Linked DNA regions of Mus musculus: region 2 is linked to region 1. A link is a contact called in public Hi-C data. All regions are on one chromosome and are shown on one strand. The core of a region is the stretch at or near the end of the contact, and the rest is flanking DNA. Distances in the headings are between cores, read along the strand shown.

What was found. A called contact is a pair of places that touch in the nucleus more often than the background predicts.
Region 2: a contact with region 1 is called in a Hi-C map of bone marrow-derived macrophages, with 34 read pairs. The contact joins two enhancer-like sites. A contact is called at or near these places in 1 of 15 datasets of contacts at CTCF or cohesin (large pre-B cells), 8 of 484 Hi-C or Micro-C datasets (bone marrow-derived macrophages, cortical neurons, embryonic fibroblasts and 3 more), 7 of 115 datasets of contacts at active chromatin or transcription factors (embryonic basal ganglia, embryonic forebrain, embryonic midbrain and 4 more) and 1 of 9 other capture datasets (embryonic stem cells).

Annotation. Positions count from the first base shown.
Region 1 is chr1:177,465,440-177,468,813 of GRCm38.p6, forward strand. No RefSeq gene overlaps it. Among named protein-coding and RNA genes, the nearest start is that of Gm29856, 11 kb to the left of the region's middle. Within about 2 kb of position 2,067, at least 70 of the 459 cell types and tissues checked have an H3K27ac peak or open chromatin away from gene starts, as enhancers often do. A contact at or near this core is called in hematopoietic stem cells, where this site is marked.
Region 2 is chr1:177,665,466-177,669,073 of GRCm38.p6, forward strand. No RefSeq gene overlaps it. Among named protein-coding and RNA genes, the nearest start is that of 2310043L19Rik, 24 kb to the left of the region's middle. Within about 2 kb of position 1,791, at least 39 of the 459 cell types and tissues checked have an H3K27ac peak or open chromatin away from gene starts, as enhancers often do. A contact at or near this core is called in hematopoietic stem cells, where this site is marked.

The DNA of each region.
Region 1 (3,374 bases), core at 817-3,316:
GAGCTGTTAGTCCTGGGTGCTATAGGAAAGCAGGCTGAGCAATGCATGAGAGCAAGCCAGTAGGCAGCACCCCTCCATGGCCTCTCCATCAACTCCTGCCTCCAGGATCCTACCCTGATTGAGTTCCTGTCCTGACTTAAGGGTGAGCAAAGATATAGAAGTATAAGCCCAATAAACCCTTTCCTCCCCAACTTGTTTTTTGGTCATGGTGTTTTGTTGCAACAATAGAACCCTTACTAAGACAGCTGGCATGGTACCCAGGGCTTTGAGTGGGCCAGAGAGGTTCTCCGATGACAGAGCTTCATCCCCAGCACCTTACAGATGTCTCTAGAGAAATTTTTAAAAGTTGCTACTGTACACTTGTCTCCGAACACAGAAGTCCCTATCATGACATTTACTGGGTATTGAAATAAACAAGCAAAAAAAACTGTCATAAGCCCTCAAGAGTGTTCTGCAAAAGAAGAAGCAAAGGCAGAGGATAGGAACACACAGCAAGAGAGGACCTGCCTAGAGAATGTGCCGGAGACTTTTCTAAGGAAGGGATGGGAGGACAGAGATTAGCCAGCAGTGAGCAGGTGAAAGAGCACGCTGTAGTCAGGGATAGGCGTGTGTGTGTGTGTGTGTGTGTGTGTGTGTGTGTGTGTGTGTGTGTGTGTGCAAGGAACCTGGAGACCCAGACACATTGAGGCCTCATTCAGCCTAAAAAGCTTGTTTGGAGCACCGTGAAGAGGGTGTTTAATTATCTCAGAACCTGAGAACAAATGTCCACAAACTTGGTGACTAAAACACATTGTCTTATAGTGCTAGAGTGCAAAATAAATACAGAAAGAAAGAAAGAAAGAAGGAAGGAAGGAGAGAGAGAGAGAGAGAGAGAGAGAGAGAGAGAGAGAGAGAGAGAGATTGATTGTTGGTACAGCCATGCTCCCTGCAGAAGCTCCATTGAGGAAACTTCCTGACTCTTCACTTCCAGTTTCCGATGTTCCTGTGGCTGCAGTTTAACCTTCATTGTTCCTAACCAATGCTGTCTCTCCTTTTGCTTCTTCTGAGGACAACTGACCATTGGACTCAAGGCTGTGACAGTATCCTAGAGTTTGTTGTATCTGCAAAGACCCCTTTTCTAAGTAAGGAAGCACTCACAGGGTCTGGGTGCTAATGAAGATCTATCTTTTAGTAAGTCACCGTCTAACCCCTGACAGAGGGCTGAAGACTGAGTGTGTTCTGGGTGCTGGATGAGGTCAGCTCTTATAGGGTCTCTGGAGCAAGGGGAGTCGTTTCCATGTACATTCCAGAAGAAGTCCTCGTTCTCTTGTGGAAGCAGATAGGTAGCAATGGCACATCTACAGTGCTGGAGATCAATGCTGGGACAGAAGGTAGGGGACTGGCTAAGTTCTCACCAGAGCAAGGGGTGCACAGAAGTGTTTGGATTATAGATCCAGTCAGTCAATGTACTTGGAGTAGTGGGGCAGTCGGGTGGCTGGCAGGGTGGAAGCACTAGAATCATACACCATTCTGACCTGAGTCTCCATACTGTCCTTCCCCAGGAGACAGCCCAGGGAGGTGGGAAGAATATTGGCAGAATCTGGGTTCAAATCCCAGACCTTCCTTCCATTTCCCAGATTCTTGTTGTTCATGATGTTTCCCAGTGCCTGAGCTGTGGTTTTCTGTTCTAAAGTAGATCTAGCAATACAGACTTCACAGATCTCTTGAAAGAATTAAAGATAATATGAGCAGGGTGTGTATGGGTCTAGGGTTTGGCACCTCGTGAGTATCCAGATGTGCCAGCTCTTCCTCTTGCTTGGCCTCACCCCTTTCCGGCTGGTACTTCCCCTGGGCTCAGCTGTGCCTGTCAGCTTTTACTTCTCTTTGCCACTCCACCTGCGGCTTCTGTCCCCAGGGATCTGTCCTTAGAGGGACCCTCTCCACTGACCTGGAACATTCAGTCGACGTCTTTTCCTGGTGCCTGAGGACCAGCATAGCTGCTGTAAAGGCAATGAGCTATGAGGTGGGTGGGCCGAGGGCCTGAACCTCGAGTGCTTGCTTAGCTGATCTCTGTGGTGGTAGCTCTCTCTCTCTCTTACATCACTTACCCAGCAAACGTTCTGAGAAAGCTGGCATCGCCTGGCTCGAGAAAACCCAAGCTGAACTGTCCTTTCCTCTTGGTGTGTCTTGCTCACTCTGCTTTGCAGCCCACTCCCCCTTGGCAACAGATCCCTCCTCCCCCTACACTGGGTTCATGCCCCTACTGTACAGTTCTTAACGGCCTGACTTTCCCCCAGAGCCTCACAAATACCCTAACCCATAGTATGAGTGGTGACTGATGCTGAATCTAGAAGAAGCCTGGTACCAGTTTCTTTTGCCTCGATTTGATGACCCAGAAATTCAGATTTGAATGACTAAAGAGGGTCACCTTTGAAAGCCACAAATCGGGGTTTCAACTTAGTCAAATTTCAGGCTCAGATAAGGGATGAGAAGTGACTGATCTACAGTCACACAACTGGGTTGTAGTATGGATTTGAGATTTGGTTTTGGTTTTTGTTGTTGTTTTGTTTTGTTTCCTAATGTGCTTCCTGCCTCTTGGTGCTACTCAGAGTGGTAAACGAGATGGCTATGCCCCACATCGTCCATGGATCAGGGATCCACTGAGGCCACTGAGACCATCCTGTGTTTGATGGAGAAAACTACCATCAATTATTCTGACTATGCATATGCTCTGGAGTACCCAAAGCTTGTCCGTGCCTTCTAACAGAAGCTAGGCTCCCATCTAGACAAATCCTGGCCAGCAAACTCAGCCTTACTGCATCTCCTTTTTGTGTTTAGGACTCAGTTTACATTTAATTGATGTTCAACACATTGTGAGCTGGGGTGTGTGTGTGTGGGGGGGGGGTTGCTTGCTTTCTATGGCAATGTAGATTTGAGGTTCATGGGGCAGGTTCCAATCTGAGAAAGAGTCAGCCTCTTCCATGCTGGAGTCTTTCTGGTATGTGTATCACGCTCTGTGTATTTCCCACTGACTTGGTTGTTCTCGGAAGCACAAACTTAACAGAGGTCTCAGGGAGGTGGGTTTAGGAAGGTCTGGTGGTGGGGCTCAGACATCATCCATGTAGTCCCCCAATCTCCGGGAGGCCGCTCACAGGCCTAGCTTCTGAAGCAGAACCCTTCCATCCCTCCATCCCCCTTTCTTGGAATTGAGGGGGAGGTGAGAAGGGGCTTGGCTCCATGCCTGGCACACAGCGATCCTCCAGGAAGGTGCCAGCTATTACTACAGCTACTGTTGGTATTACTGTCACAGCTTCCACACCTTCCACACCACCCACAGGCTGCTTCCTGCCAGCATCCCGACCTGGAGGGAAGGGAGAGAGGTGGAAGATAGGAAC
Region 2 (3,608 bases), core at 541-3,040, 200 kb after region 1:
CAGATTCTTTGGCTTTCAAGTTGTTAGGGAATTGTCCAGGGCAAGACTGAAGTGGACAGGGGTGGGGATGGACACTGTGGATACTGCTTCCTAGGGTGCCCAAGCAAGTACATATAGGCAGAGGCAGAAATCACAAAACCAGGATTTTAATCTCCCCTTGGATATAACCTCCCTGCCAGCCATAGATAAGCATCTCAAGAACTGTGACCAAGGAATAAAGGAAAGATAAGCCCAAGCTGGGAATCCAATGTGTACCTGTGTGAGCATGGGCTTATCTCTAAGAATGCCAAAGGATGGATGCAAAGGTGCCTTTCCTAAAGAATCCCGAACACAAGTGTCCCGAGTCCAGCATGGCTGTGCACAGGGCAAGGCCAGTTCCAGTGGGCACCATGGACCTGAAAAAATTAGTGAAGAACAGCGGTCTGCTCTTACTAACATTCTCAATTTGAACACTATGAACTCTACACCATTTCCTGATTTTATGCTCCTCCACACCCCTGGGATTCTCCAGCCAGCTTTAGAGAAAGATGCCATGAAGTTCTCAAGACTAAAATAATGTCAACTTGTATTTCTCCTATGTGACTAGAATGTGCCTGCTTACCAGGCGGCAGGTAGAAGACAATACCATATAGTATTGATCCCTGAGAGGTCCTGCAGGTTCTGAGCACAGAGTGACGTGTTATAGTGGTCAGGAAAATGTCACGGCAAGTATTCAGAATATGTAGCAGGGAAGACAACTCCTCTCTCCACAATAAACTTACGGTCCTGCTGGAGTCCCAAGAATTCACTGACCCTGTTTCATCATCAAGAACACCTAAGTTAGTTACTCCCCCCCCCCAATATTTCATATAATAAATAACAAAGAGAGGGTTGGAACCCAAGCAACCTCACACTTCAGGACTTGGGATCCCATTGGTAACATCAGCCCAGGAGTCCAGGCTAGGAGCACTATACTTGTTTCTGTGGTTGTGAACTTAGTTTTAAGATCACCAGAAGAGGGTTGAAGATTTGTCTCAGTGGTATAGAGGCCTAGAAGCACAAGGCCTTGGGTTTAGTCCTCTGCTCCAAGGGGAGAACAAAAGTCACCGGAAGAACATAAGATGGCCTTTCTTGAAGAGCCACAAATGTAAATCTCTTGAGTTCCACTTGACTGTGCACAGGAGGAATCTATTCCAATGGGAGCCATGTTCCCAATGTTCAGATTTGTGCATCAAATCTAAAATGAGATTGAAAGGAGCAGAGACACACTGGTCGTAGTCTGATGCCAGACACTGGAGCTTGGTGTATGTATCAGAAATACTCATTTTCATTTTAATTATGTTCATCTCTGTCGCAAAGATCCCTGATGTACATCGTGCATGCAGTGATGTTTCCCAGTGACCCAAACAGAAATTCTGTGGGTGAGGGACGGGGAACAGGAGACAGGATTTCAGGTAGTCTAGGCTGGCTATGAGGCTGAGCATGAACTTAAACTTCTGATCCCTCCACTTCCACCTCTGTAGTGCTGGTATTACAAGCATGCACTATCATGCTCCAGCTGTAGTGCTGAAAATCCAACTCAGGGTTTTGAAGCAGCACTCGGCCAGGTAAGCCACATCCCAAAAGTTAGTTTCTAAAACGCTAAAGCAATGACCATTTCATGGGCATGGATGCTTAGTGTCCCTCCAAGGATCCCACTAAGAAGAGTAACACTAGTTGAGAATGTATTTGAACGGCCTCCTAACTACATTGTAACCTCTCTGGTGAAAGAAACTATGGAAAGTGAAAGTGAAGCTGTGTAAGGAAGTTGTGTCTGCCCTGGACAGGAGACCAAGACAGCAAAGTCAAGGGTGGAGACCTGGGGACCTCACCTCCAAGCACAGAAAAGGAGCCCAAGATCATCCTCCAGAAAATACTTGGATCACATGTTTTCATGATGGTGTTACATCGCCTGTCCATCCTCTCCCTTATTCAGCCTGGGAAAACTTGCCATTAGCATGGGTGTTTTTGATTCCAAGTGAGACTCCTGGCTTCATGTCTACCCACAACCACTGATGTCATGTCTAAGGGAGTCATCACCTCAGTCCTTTAGGGACTTCCTTAGGGGCTCAGAATCTGAGCCACCATACGGATTTGTAAAACCAAAAGATTCAAACATGCAAAATAGATTGAGGCTGTGTGTGCGTAAGTTGCTGGAAGGTGGTCAGCGTGTGGTCAATGAAGAGGGAACAGGGGGTTTTTGCTTTTTCTTGTGACTTCCCTGTTTCAGACCATGGCAGTCCCACCCTTCTGACACTCAAGGGCAAAACCTCAGAGCCATTCGATTCTCCTTTCTCCCCTTCCTCCTCATCGCCTCGACTGTGTTAGATGTGAGGTCGACTCTTTTACCAACTCTCCATTCTCTCTAGCTCTGCCTTCATCTGATCTTCCTTTTGTCAAATTACCAAATTACTACCAAATCCAGTCAAATCATTTGAGGACTTTTGTCCTGTTTGCTTTGCTTTGCTTTGCTTTGCTTTGCTTTGCTTTGCTTTGCTTTGCTTTGCTTTGCTTTGCTTTGCTTTGCTTTGCTTTGCTTTGCTTTGCTTGGGTTTTGTTTGTTTGTTTGTTTGGAGACAGGGTCTCTCCTTCTCCCTCTCCCCCTGCCCCTCCCTTCCTCTCCCCCTCCCCCTCCCCCTCCCCCTCCCCCTCCCTCTCCCTCTCCCCCTCCTCCTCCCCCTCCTCCTCTCCCTCTTTCTCTCGATAGCCCTGGCTGTTCTGGAACTCACTATGTAGACCAGGCTGGTATTCAACTCACAGAGATCCACCTGCCTCTGCATCCAGAGGGCTGAGACAAAAGGCATGCACCAACATGGCCAACCTTTTTAGAAGACTTTAGACTCATCATTGATAGAGGATTTTATTTTCTAAAAATGCCAGATCACTCACCCCCAGTCCTCATGTTTCATATGACTTGGGCATTCCCAACTGGAAATATGGTCTATGTTCCTTACTTAATAGGGATTGAGAATCATGAGTGACATTATGTGACTTCTTGCAAATTTTGGACGTGTGTGTGTGTGTGTGTGTGTGTGTGTGTGTGTGTGTGTGATGTGATTTGTTCTCTTGGGAAACTTCCCTTCGTGTCTATGTTTGCTGTCTATGAAAGCATGAAGCTACCATAAGGTGAGGACCCCAAGTCCTAAGGAGACACCATGTTTATGTGTTCTTAGTGGGAAATCCTGAAAGCTAGGAAGGCAAGGGAAGATTTTTCTAGGTAAGCTTTAAACTCTAGTTGGTGAGCTGGTGAGTCCCTAACTCTTACATTCTTCCCAATAAGGTAATGGATCACATAGAGCTCATTTTTTCATTCCAAACTCCGGGGGGGCTTAATAAAATGGTTGTTTGAAGCTGTCAATTTGGACATAACTTGTTTTATAGCTAATAGATACCTGATGTTTTCCTTTGACTTCTTACACAAAATCTGTATGACTCATCTGGCCACCACTTGTTTAAAAAAGAAAAGAAAAAGAAAAAACTACTTATTAAAATGGTAAGATTTTTGGGTTAGGGGTGCAGCTCAGTGATTGGTTATGTGCTTATTCCTGGGTTCCACCCTCCAACACCCACCCTACCAACAAAAACAACTA